3 separate regions of the Zea mays genome follow, and regions 1 and 3 are each linked to region 2. The links are chromatin contacts, called in public ChIA-PET and Hi-C maps. All regions are on one chromosome and are shown on one strand. Each heading gives the region's core, a stretch centred on a gene start, on an enhancer-like site or on the middle of the called end of the contact. The rest is flanking DNA. Distances are from core to core; before and after follow the strand shown. Region 1 holds the start of LOC100192907. Region 2 holds the start of LOC100276776. Region 3 holds the start of LOC103631819.

Evidence for each region. A called contact is a pair of places that touch in the nucleus more often than the background predicts. ChIA-PET counts read pairs in DNA pulled down with a chosen protein or histone mark.
Region 1: an H3K4me3 ChIA-PET map of seedling shows a contact between it and region 2, with 4 times the contacts expected there. The contact joins the promoter of LOC100192907 here to the promoter of LOC100276776 in region 2. A contact is called at or near these places in 5 of 25 Hi-C or Micro-C datasets (ear, endosperm, leaf and 2 more) and 1 of 3 datasets of contacts at active chromatin or transcription factors (seedling).
Region 3: a contact with region 2 is called in a Hi-C map of leaf, with 3 times the contacts expected there. The contact joins the promoter of LOC103631819 here to the promoter of LOC100276776 in region 2. A contact is called at or near these places in 5 of 25 Hi-C or Micro-C datasets (ear, leaf, leaf mesophyll and 1 more).

The regions. Positions count from the first base shown.
Region 1 is chr1:18,079,350-18,082,468 of Zm-B73-REFERENCE-NAM-5.0, reverse strand. It overlaps LOC100192907, which reads right to left and starts at 1,775. Exons shown (of 10, transcript NM_001138094.1): 1 at 1,519-1,775; 2 at 897-984; 3 at 616-682; 4 at 232-350; 5 at 4-99. The coding sequence starts at 1,695.
Region 2 is chr1:17,943,606-17,946,611 of Zm-B73-REFERENCE-NAM-5.0, reverse strand. It overlaps LOC100276776, which reads right to left and starts at 1,520. Exons shown (of 2, transcript NM_001150489.2): 1 at 1,278-1,520; 2 at 507-1,171. The coding sequence starts at 1,505. The coding sequence ends at 782.
Region 3 is chr1:18,168,392-18,171,455 of Zm-B73-REFERENCE-NAM-5.0, reverse strand. LOC103631819 reads right to left here and starts at 1,713. Exons shown (of 4, transcript XM_008653534.3): 1 at 1,456-1,713; 2 at 1-1,146. The coding sequence starts at 1,562.

The DNA of each region.
Region 1 (3,119 bases), core at 526-3,025, 140 kb before region 2:
CACCAATTTCATGGCCAGCCTTTGCAGATGCAGGGTACAATACTTTACATGAGTTCCTGTTGCTTCTTGGAAGCTCTGAAGCCAAGACTTTACCCAAAGCTGACGAACAAAGAAATGGGACAATTCACAATTGGTTAACACTAATAACTAATTGAAGATGAACAGAAGAGCATAAAGTCTCCAAAATACACATTGCACCAAGGACATAATAGAAACTACAAGGTAAGATACCTTTGGAAGGTGAAAATGCAAGCTCTAGAGATTGATCATCAGATTCTGACACTTCATGAAAAACCCTTGCAGTTCCTTCTCCAACAACAGCTACTCGCACCTTAGGACTTCCAGCAGCCCTGACATTGAATCAGTGTAACTTGAGTGAAAAAATGGCACCCTTGGATTATGTTTGAACTGGGGATGATATGCACCAATGATATGAAACCAAGGATTATATGCCTGTAAAAGACTCTAGCACCAACAAGACTGTGCTTTTTGTTAGCCAATAAAACACAAATCTATGGCATGACAAGGTATAAAGAATGAACTGTAAACTGAGGCATAATTACTACTTGTATAACAACATCGTGCACATAACGGCAATTTATACTTGATGCTTACTTCCATCCCTGAAGGAACACTGCAGCTGCCTCAGGAGAGGTTACAATAATCCAGTCGAACTTGTCATCTGTAAGTACAGAATAGCATTGACTAAAATACGGGTTTTCGTTGCAGTTCTATACAAGTGCGAGACGAGTACAAATAGAAATGAACAACTATAATATCTGCTGGAGAAAATGGATGCTGTATGCTGCATATCCAAAGAATGAAACTCTCCAAATGTAATTCAGCAGATGAACGGTGTTCAGATCACAAAAAAGGAAAAAGACTGTAGCACTTACTACGTAGGACATCTAAAAGCCTATCTGTATCAGGGCCTTCAACATGCTTAATAAGAGGAAGTTCCAGAGGGTGTACATTATGCTTTTCCTACATAATCCAGTCAGAAAATCTATGTCAAGGCACCAATCAGCCAAAGTATGCGAGAACTGTTTTATTAAACTACAAGGTTTTGTTATCATCAATTAAGGAGTAAAAGACCATGATTCAAGTCACCTCGAGAAAATTCCGAAACAAAAATGAATCAGAATCAGCAATGCAGTATGGCCATCAGGCTTCGCACGAAACATATGAAAAGAGGAAGGAATCGCATGGAACCGAAGAAAAAGTTACTTTCTGGTAAATAACACTACATTTCAAGTTTCAACCACAGGAATCTAGAAGTACTGACTAATATAATAAACTCCTGATCCTGGCAACAGTTCCGAAAGGTCATAGAGGCAGTGAGGCCCATGAAGTTCTAAATAGAAAACCCTGTGCTAACCCTTCGTGCAGGAAATCAGTATGCTACCCACCACAGCACCAATAGCGCCCAAGCCGTTCGTCTTGCCACCCCTCCGGGCCTTCAACAATCTGATTTCAACAAGAAAGTACAATGGACAAAGGATCCATTGAGAGACTTACCAGCGCGGAGATGAGCCTGGCGTTCTTTCCCTGCTCGCGCGTCACCACGACGTCGGGAGGGGGCAAGCAGGACGCCACGAATCTCCCGGGTGCATCGGCCCGCAGCCTCCTAGCGGGATGGGCTCGGAAGGTTCCAGAAGGTGGGAAGAACGGCGCCAGTGACGAAGAGAAGGCCATGGTGCCCTGAGTAAAGCCGCCGGGCGTCGGGCCCCGTGGGCCCCGTGAAGGTCGGAGCTGAGGAGTGAGGAACACGCACGATTGGGATGGGGGAGAGAACGAAGAAGAGGAAACGTGCCCACATGGGCCGGGCAGGCTATCATTGAAGGCCTAAAGTTACAGCCCAGCGTTTTGACGCAAGAGTGGTAGTTTTTTATTTTTACATTTAATAATATTCGAAATTTAAAATTTGTATATCGAAACTCAAAAATTGCAGAAAAGGGTGTCTGAAGCCCCACCAATGACGACATAGACCTTATTATAAAAATATTCGAACTTTCTTTCAGCCCCGGTTCTACAATTTTAAGGGCCTAAGACGAACTCATCAAGGCCCTCTAGACCTTATATTTTTAAATTTTACTTGCAAAACAAAAACACTAATATCTAATTTAACATGTCTGATAATTATTGAGGAATAAATTTGACCAAAATAATAATATATTTATACATTGGAGCCAATATGATTACCTTAATAAAGAATAAAACTTCATCGCATCCATTGCTTCACATTAAAATATACTTCTTTAGATATTCCTTAATACAAAATCATCAAGAACGGTATTGATGTCAATTGTGTCCAAGATATCCTTTTCGATAGAGCATATAGCCAAACCATTTAACCTTTCTTGTGACCTAGTTGATCCCAGATAGTTCATAATTCTTCAACAACTTTAATTATGAGAAACATCTTTCAGCCGAAGCTACAATCATAGTGTCGGCGTTTCGAGACCGGGGGTCCCTAAGCCGACGAGTGAATGTCGCCGCGTGCCCCAGCCCAGATGGGTCGACGCGAGGCCGAGCGCGAAGGGGGGAAGTGAGGTGGCCGGAGACAGGCGTGAGAGAGGTGGAAATCCCGCGGTCTTCGTGTTCGTCCCGCGCCCAGGTCGGGTGCGCTTGCAGTAGGGGGTTACAATCGTCCACGCGGGAGAGGGAGCGAGCGGCTTCAAGCGAGCGCCTGTCTCATCCTCGTCCCCGCGCGGCCAACCCTCTCTAAGAGGGCCCTGATCCTTCCTTTTATAGGCGTAAGGAGAGGATCCAGGTGTACAATGGGGGGTGTAGCAGAGTGCTACGTGTCTAGCGGAGGAGAGCTAGCGCCCTAAGTACACGCCATCGTGGCGGCCGGAGAGGTTTTGGCGCCCGGTCTGTGTGATGTCGTGGCCATCGGAGGAGCGCTGGAGCCTGGCGGAGGGACAGCTGTCGGGGCTGTCGAGTCCTTGCTGACGTCCTCTTGCTTCCATAAGGGGGCCGAGAGCCGCCATCGTCAGGGAGCGTGCGGGGCGCCATCATTGCCTATCTGGCGGAGCGAGCCAGATGGGACGCCGGTCTTGTTCCCCGTAGCCTGAGTCAGCTTGGAGTAGGGTAATGATGGCGCCTCCCGTTGACGT
Region 2 (3,006 bases), core at 271-2,770:
CTGGAAAATGCAATTTGAAGACGGTATTGACATTGCTTTTCAACAAGAAACATGAGGTACAATCAAGATGGTCAAATAAAATGAGGCATGACATCAACTAATCACATCGTCTAAACTGACATGATCGCAAACTTGGATATTTGCATTTTGCACTGGAAAGCAGGTACTCCAACAAGCATGATTATTCTATATAACGGTACTGACAAATTTTAACTCTCAGAAACCTTAAAACCACACATCTAAATTTTGAATATGGGTTATTAAAAAAATTGAATATGAAGCCCACAAGTATTTCAGAGTTCTTACCTCTTTGCTTAGACTGTGAAGGGAAATACATGTCATTATGCAACATCCATCAAACCACCACCCTAGAAATTTATAATATTCAATCCATAAAAATAATTCAATTATTAGAAGACATAAGCAACCAACTAAAAATCAATGTCGAAATCAGCATTCATCCGGGAGAACTCAGAGGTCCTGTTGTGACTCAAAAAACAGGATATGGTACCTAGTACTCACAATTAGTTGGAAACAAATTCTGCCAAAGAGAAACAAATCTTCGGTAGGGAAACAAATTCTGCCGAAGAGAAATGTGCAAGAGCCAATGTAATGAAAGACATAACCGCCTTGACCAGCTACATTCACTCACTCCAATTCCTTGAGATATATAAATTTCGGTTATCGACGTCTGAAGTTCCTCAACCATGATATGGATAGAAGCAGAGAAGAACCTGACGGGGTGGTATATAAGGAGCGCAGCACAATAGCGAGATGGTCATTACATGAGGTTTGAGGAGAGTTTGAGACACTCGCTCTGGCACCTCTTGAGGCAGACGTCGTTCCAATTGGGCACCTGGTGCTGGTTGACGCAGACGGTGCGCGCGCAAGCGTCGGCGCAGGCGTCGAGTTCAGAGACGCCGCAGACGGTGACGCAGGTCTCCGGTATGGGGTCCTTGGAGAAGGCCCCTACCTTCTTGAGCATACGCTTGGAGGTGCACACGCGCTCGCAGACGAATACCTCGTCGGAGCTCTTCTCCCGCCCGCGCGCCGCCTTGAGGCGCTGCTCCTCGTCGCGGCGGCGCTTGATGCGGACAAACTGACCCGCCACCAGCGCCGGGATCGCCGCGCCCAGCAGAGGCCACCACGCGTCCACCATCGCCTCGCGAGTCTGCGGGAAAATCGGTGCTGCACGATCAGATTTGATCGAAATCCCAGGGGCCACAGGGAAATTGTGAGGCAAGGGGAAGAAAGAGGTGGAGAATTAGGAGTGACACCTTGGGATGGAGTGATGGACTGAGTGTTTGCCGACACGTCGTCGCGCGTGGACGAGAGGCGAGGAGCCGAAAGAGGGCGGCGAGGGCTTTAGGCGAGGACGCGCTGCTTCCTCTCTTCAGCTCCAATCTCTTCTGCGGCGAAGGAGATGATGGTGGCTGAAGACGGTGTCGGCTGGAGTCCTGGAGACGGTGTCGGGCTGTAAATGGGCTGAAAGTTCGTTTCGACATTCAGTTCGCATCCCTGAGGTTGCATCCCTCCCCCCGTAACTTTAAAATTATCTAAAAGATTCTATCTTTTTCTAAAAAACATCATTTATATCTTATTATATACTTCCTCCCTCCTAAAATATAATTAGTTTTAGACTAAACAAACATTAATTAATTCATCTACGAATGTAGCTTGTATATATATCTACATCCATTATTGTTGGGATGGATGTAGACAGAAAAAAGATGGCTAAAAAGAACTATATTTTAAAACGGGGTGAGTACATTAAAATTCTATATCAATAATATATTTTATTTAAAAAATTGTACATGCCTATTTATTGTAACATCAATTGTATATATTTTAGTTTTGCTTAATCGGTTGTCTATGGTATAAAAATGAATAGAGAAAAGGAAATAGTCTTTATATAGAGAGAGGATAAAGGATAAATGACATCAAATTGATTCTTAGAGACCACGAGTAAAACTACAAAGTAACGATATCTATGTATATATAAGCTAATTGAAATAGTGGCGACAAAAGTTGTGGCATCATTAGTGGAGGAGGACTCGCATCAAGTGGAAGTTGAAGGAAGAAGAAGATCACGAAACCAGCGGCCAGCAGGGTCCCATATACTGATCCTGAACAAAGCAAGAGTCAGACTCAAGAATGATACGGCAATCATGATCTGTGAGCCAACAAGCAGATAGCAATTGTAAATTAAGATCAAGAATGTGAGAAACAGAAGGAACCATAAACCAAGAAGTGTGAAGGGTGCCATGACTGTGAACAGCGTGGGAAGTGCCATCAGCAGTGTTAACAAATAAGGAATTAGATGGACTCAAAGAATAAAGAGAAATAAACTCTTGAGTCAAGAACCCAGAGCAATACGATACATAACAACGAGGCACTTGACTGTGGCCCTAACTGAGGCAAACAAGTGGCAACTAAAGAGACCACGAAGGAAGCTGACGAAGTAGCACTATCGTCTTGGTCACATGTGTGAGTCTCGCATGTCATCACTTGTCTGTAGTGGTGTTCTTGGGAAGGTTTTTAGTGATACATCCCTCCTTTGTATGGGATGTAAGCTTGTCAAACAGCTACAGTTTCTCTATCCTAGTAGTCAGACTGTGTCTACTCAATCTTTTGATCTTGTTCACTCTTATGTATGGGTCCTGCTACCTTCGTTTTGAAAGAGGGATGGCAAGAAAGAAGCTGGAATTCAGAAGCAAACTCATCACAGGAGTTGTTAAATATGTGTTTAACAGAGAGCTTTTGGATGGACGTCAATCGACAGACGTATTATGTAATTAAATCATTGGGACGTTGTTGTGTTGTTCGGTTTAGCCTTGTTCGGACATCATGCTGCTATTTCGCCTCTTTTCATATTCCTAGACTTTAGCTGGTATTGGGAGCTAAATTGTTGGCTCATGGTCCTATTGGGCATGGTTCAGCTGTATGTGGGTGTTGGCAATGTAATTCCTTTTCCTTTCTTGTTCTGGAGTGATGTAGATTAGGAGT
Region 3 (3,064 bases), core at 464-2,963, 220 kb before region 2:
ACAGCTTGCAGCTTTAACTCAATCACAGTGTTCCTCTTTGAAGGAAGCACCTCCCATTGTTCACTAGGCCTGATATTGACCACTGGCCATCTAAATTCTTCACTGCTTGCTGTATACCAGTTGCTACGTGAAGAGGATAGCTCCAATGCTCCATCAAAGGGGCCCAGCTGGCAGACAAGGTGAGAAGAATACCTTGTGCTCTCCAATGAAGACATCCAAACAGACACTTCCTCAACATAGAGAGTATCGTCATATGGGTTGTATATCGATAAGTTCCTCTCTAGCTGTCCACCTATAAGAACATCTATCCCTGTCAATGGCAGTATCTGATAGGGTGAACTGACAGCCATGCCCTTTGCATGTATAATAAATCCGCCAAAATTTGTCTGCACAACTAGATGAGCTGATGAAGAGCCTAACAACTTTGGCAAGAAAACGAAGGTGACTGTGGCGTTCTCCCCAGGCTGCAGCTCCAGATCCTCATAACCATACACATAAAACTGGGGGTCAGTGCTGAAGGGTTCATACAGACGCAGGGCACTGTTCTTGTTCAAATTCACCACGGTCAAGTTGGCCTTGGTTGCAGCATACAAGTCGCTCCTGCCCCAATCCAGCACCGGGGGGTTAATTTCCACATTCATCGACAAGGGGCTTTGAAGACCACTCGGGTCGGCATCTGTGGCAGGGCCCTCCACCTCCATGGGCACCCCAGCAGATGCCCGCATCCAATTGTCAGGCACAAGCGGCGCCTGGCATGACGCGACGTCATACCTCGCTCTAGCGTCGTCACCTCGTCCCAATCCATCGCGCGCCCGTGTGAGCGACGAGTCAACAGAAGAGCAAGTTACCATGCCTCCGCCGCCGGACATCGGGAAGGACAATGGCAGAGACGACGGTTCCCAGCCCCTTGGCAGCTCCAAATCCGGCGCCTCGGCGGCGTCCTCGCTTGCAAGCAACATCTGAGCCACCGAGGACGAGAAGCAGAAGGAGCTCCGGTCGGCACACACATCCCGGAAGCTGAGACAGCAACCGTCGCCATCAGCGCCGTCACTATCCTCAACGCAATCCTCCGCCGCCACCGCGGACGACGACATGGAGAAAGAAAGGAGCACCAAGATCAAGCAGCATAGCGGAACCAACGAACGCCTGCAAGAAACCCAACACGCGGCGGCCTCAAAAGAATCAGCACATGGCTGCAGTTGATCACCGAATATGGTAAGTGGTAACGAATAGCAGCTTATCGGCAAACAAAACCTCAGGATAAAATTAAAAAAACATAATAGTCTAAACAGAAAAAAAAAATCGATGCTTTTAATCAGTTGAAGCATGGATCAAGCTTAAACCACCCAGCACCACCACTTCAGAGTTCAGAGAGAAGAGCAGTTTCCTTCGCTTCAGGATTGCAAGAAGGAGAGAGAAAAGGATGAGGACGGGGGTTCGAGGAGTGGAACTGACCCGGGGACGGAGGAGCAGGAAGGCGCCACCGGCGAAGAGCGGCGGCGGCCGCCGCTCATGGCGAAGGAAGCATGCGGCGGTCGGGACTTCACTGTGGTGGTGACCATGGGAATCCACGGCGGAAAATGGGAAAACGAAAAAAGAAATGGAAAAAAAAGGCGAGGTGGGGAGGGGCAGAGGCAGGCAGCGCCGCAGCGGCAGCGGGGAATGAAAAAGAAGGAAGGCGAAAAGAAAAGGAGCAAAACAAAAATGAGTTGGATGTAGGTTGGTTTTGGTGCCCAAAGAAAACCTGAGACTTTGCAGTTGGAAATGACTGTTTTGCCCCTGCTTTCGTTTTAGGTCTCGGGTGGAAGTGGAGCTAGTAGTGATGGAACTATGGAAGTATGAAACCGTAACTGGAAATTTCGTTTAGGACTTCATTTATGTGAATAATAATAACGTTTCTAACTTTTTTACCGATGGATCACGATCGTGTGATATATGTTATCGCCCCTAAACATAACCGTTGTCACGCCCTATACAGATCCAAATTATTGTTTGGCGCCTATTATCACGCTTTCCAACTGCACACAAGCACGACTTGAGGGCGTGACTGGTTCTCTGCTACTCGTGAGACCTCGGCTCTAGTACTTGCACACAGGATGTAAAATAGATCCATTTCAATTCTGGGTTTGATAATTAAAACGAAATCACTCTATTTTTTGTTGAACTTGACAAAAATCACACATATATAAAATTAGAGTTTTATGTTGAGCTTGGGTTACGGGTTGTGCTGAGCTTATGTTAGATTTTGCCCAGAGCTTGAGTTATAATTTCATGTCATGTTTAGGATGTTAGGCCATCTCCATCAGGTATTCTATTTTATTTCATATTTTATCTTCTATTTTAAACTTGACTCTGTAAACAGTGTCAAACAATGTTATCTACAGTTACATATCCTCTACTTTACACTACCCACCTAAGACAACCTTGGGGTTTGGTGCTAAGCTCGAGGTAGGGGCTTTGCGTCAAACTTAGGTTAGTGTTCACACTGAGCTCGGGTTAGGATTTGCGCTGAGCTTGGGCTATTAGAGGTTTACGTTGAGCTTAGGTTAGGATTTTGGGTTAAGAGTTTGTGTCGATTTGTATATATTAGTGTTCACACCTTATTATATTTTCAAAAAATATACATTTTTACATATTACTACACTACAATTTTTCTATGAATAATCATCTATTTTTTTCTATATGTAAAATATACGGTGTAGTATGACGCTTAGAAGTCGGACGGTGGCATGAGGCCAGTTGGAGTGCGCGATGAATGAAAGAGAAATGTAATTTGAGCCATTTCTAAGTGTTTTGGTGATTAACTGCTCAACACAAGACTACGAATTAACCATCTTTGTATGAGCATAAGCACAGGTTCAATTCGAGCAAATTGAAGATACAAAGTCTAAATGAGTTGGATTAAAGGACAAAAAAGTGCAACTTTAGACAAAACCACAAAAACAAGAAGTTTAAGTGTTTAAATAAGTTGCACTTACTTTATGCTATGTTCCTTGCACTGCTATTTGGCTATTAACTTCTATGTGCACGTAAAGTGGCATTTGGACTGAGTTTGAATATATTG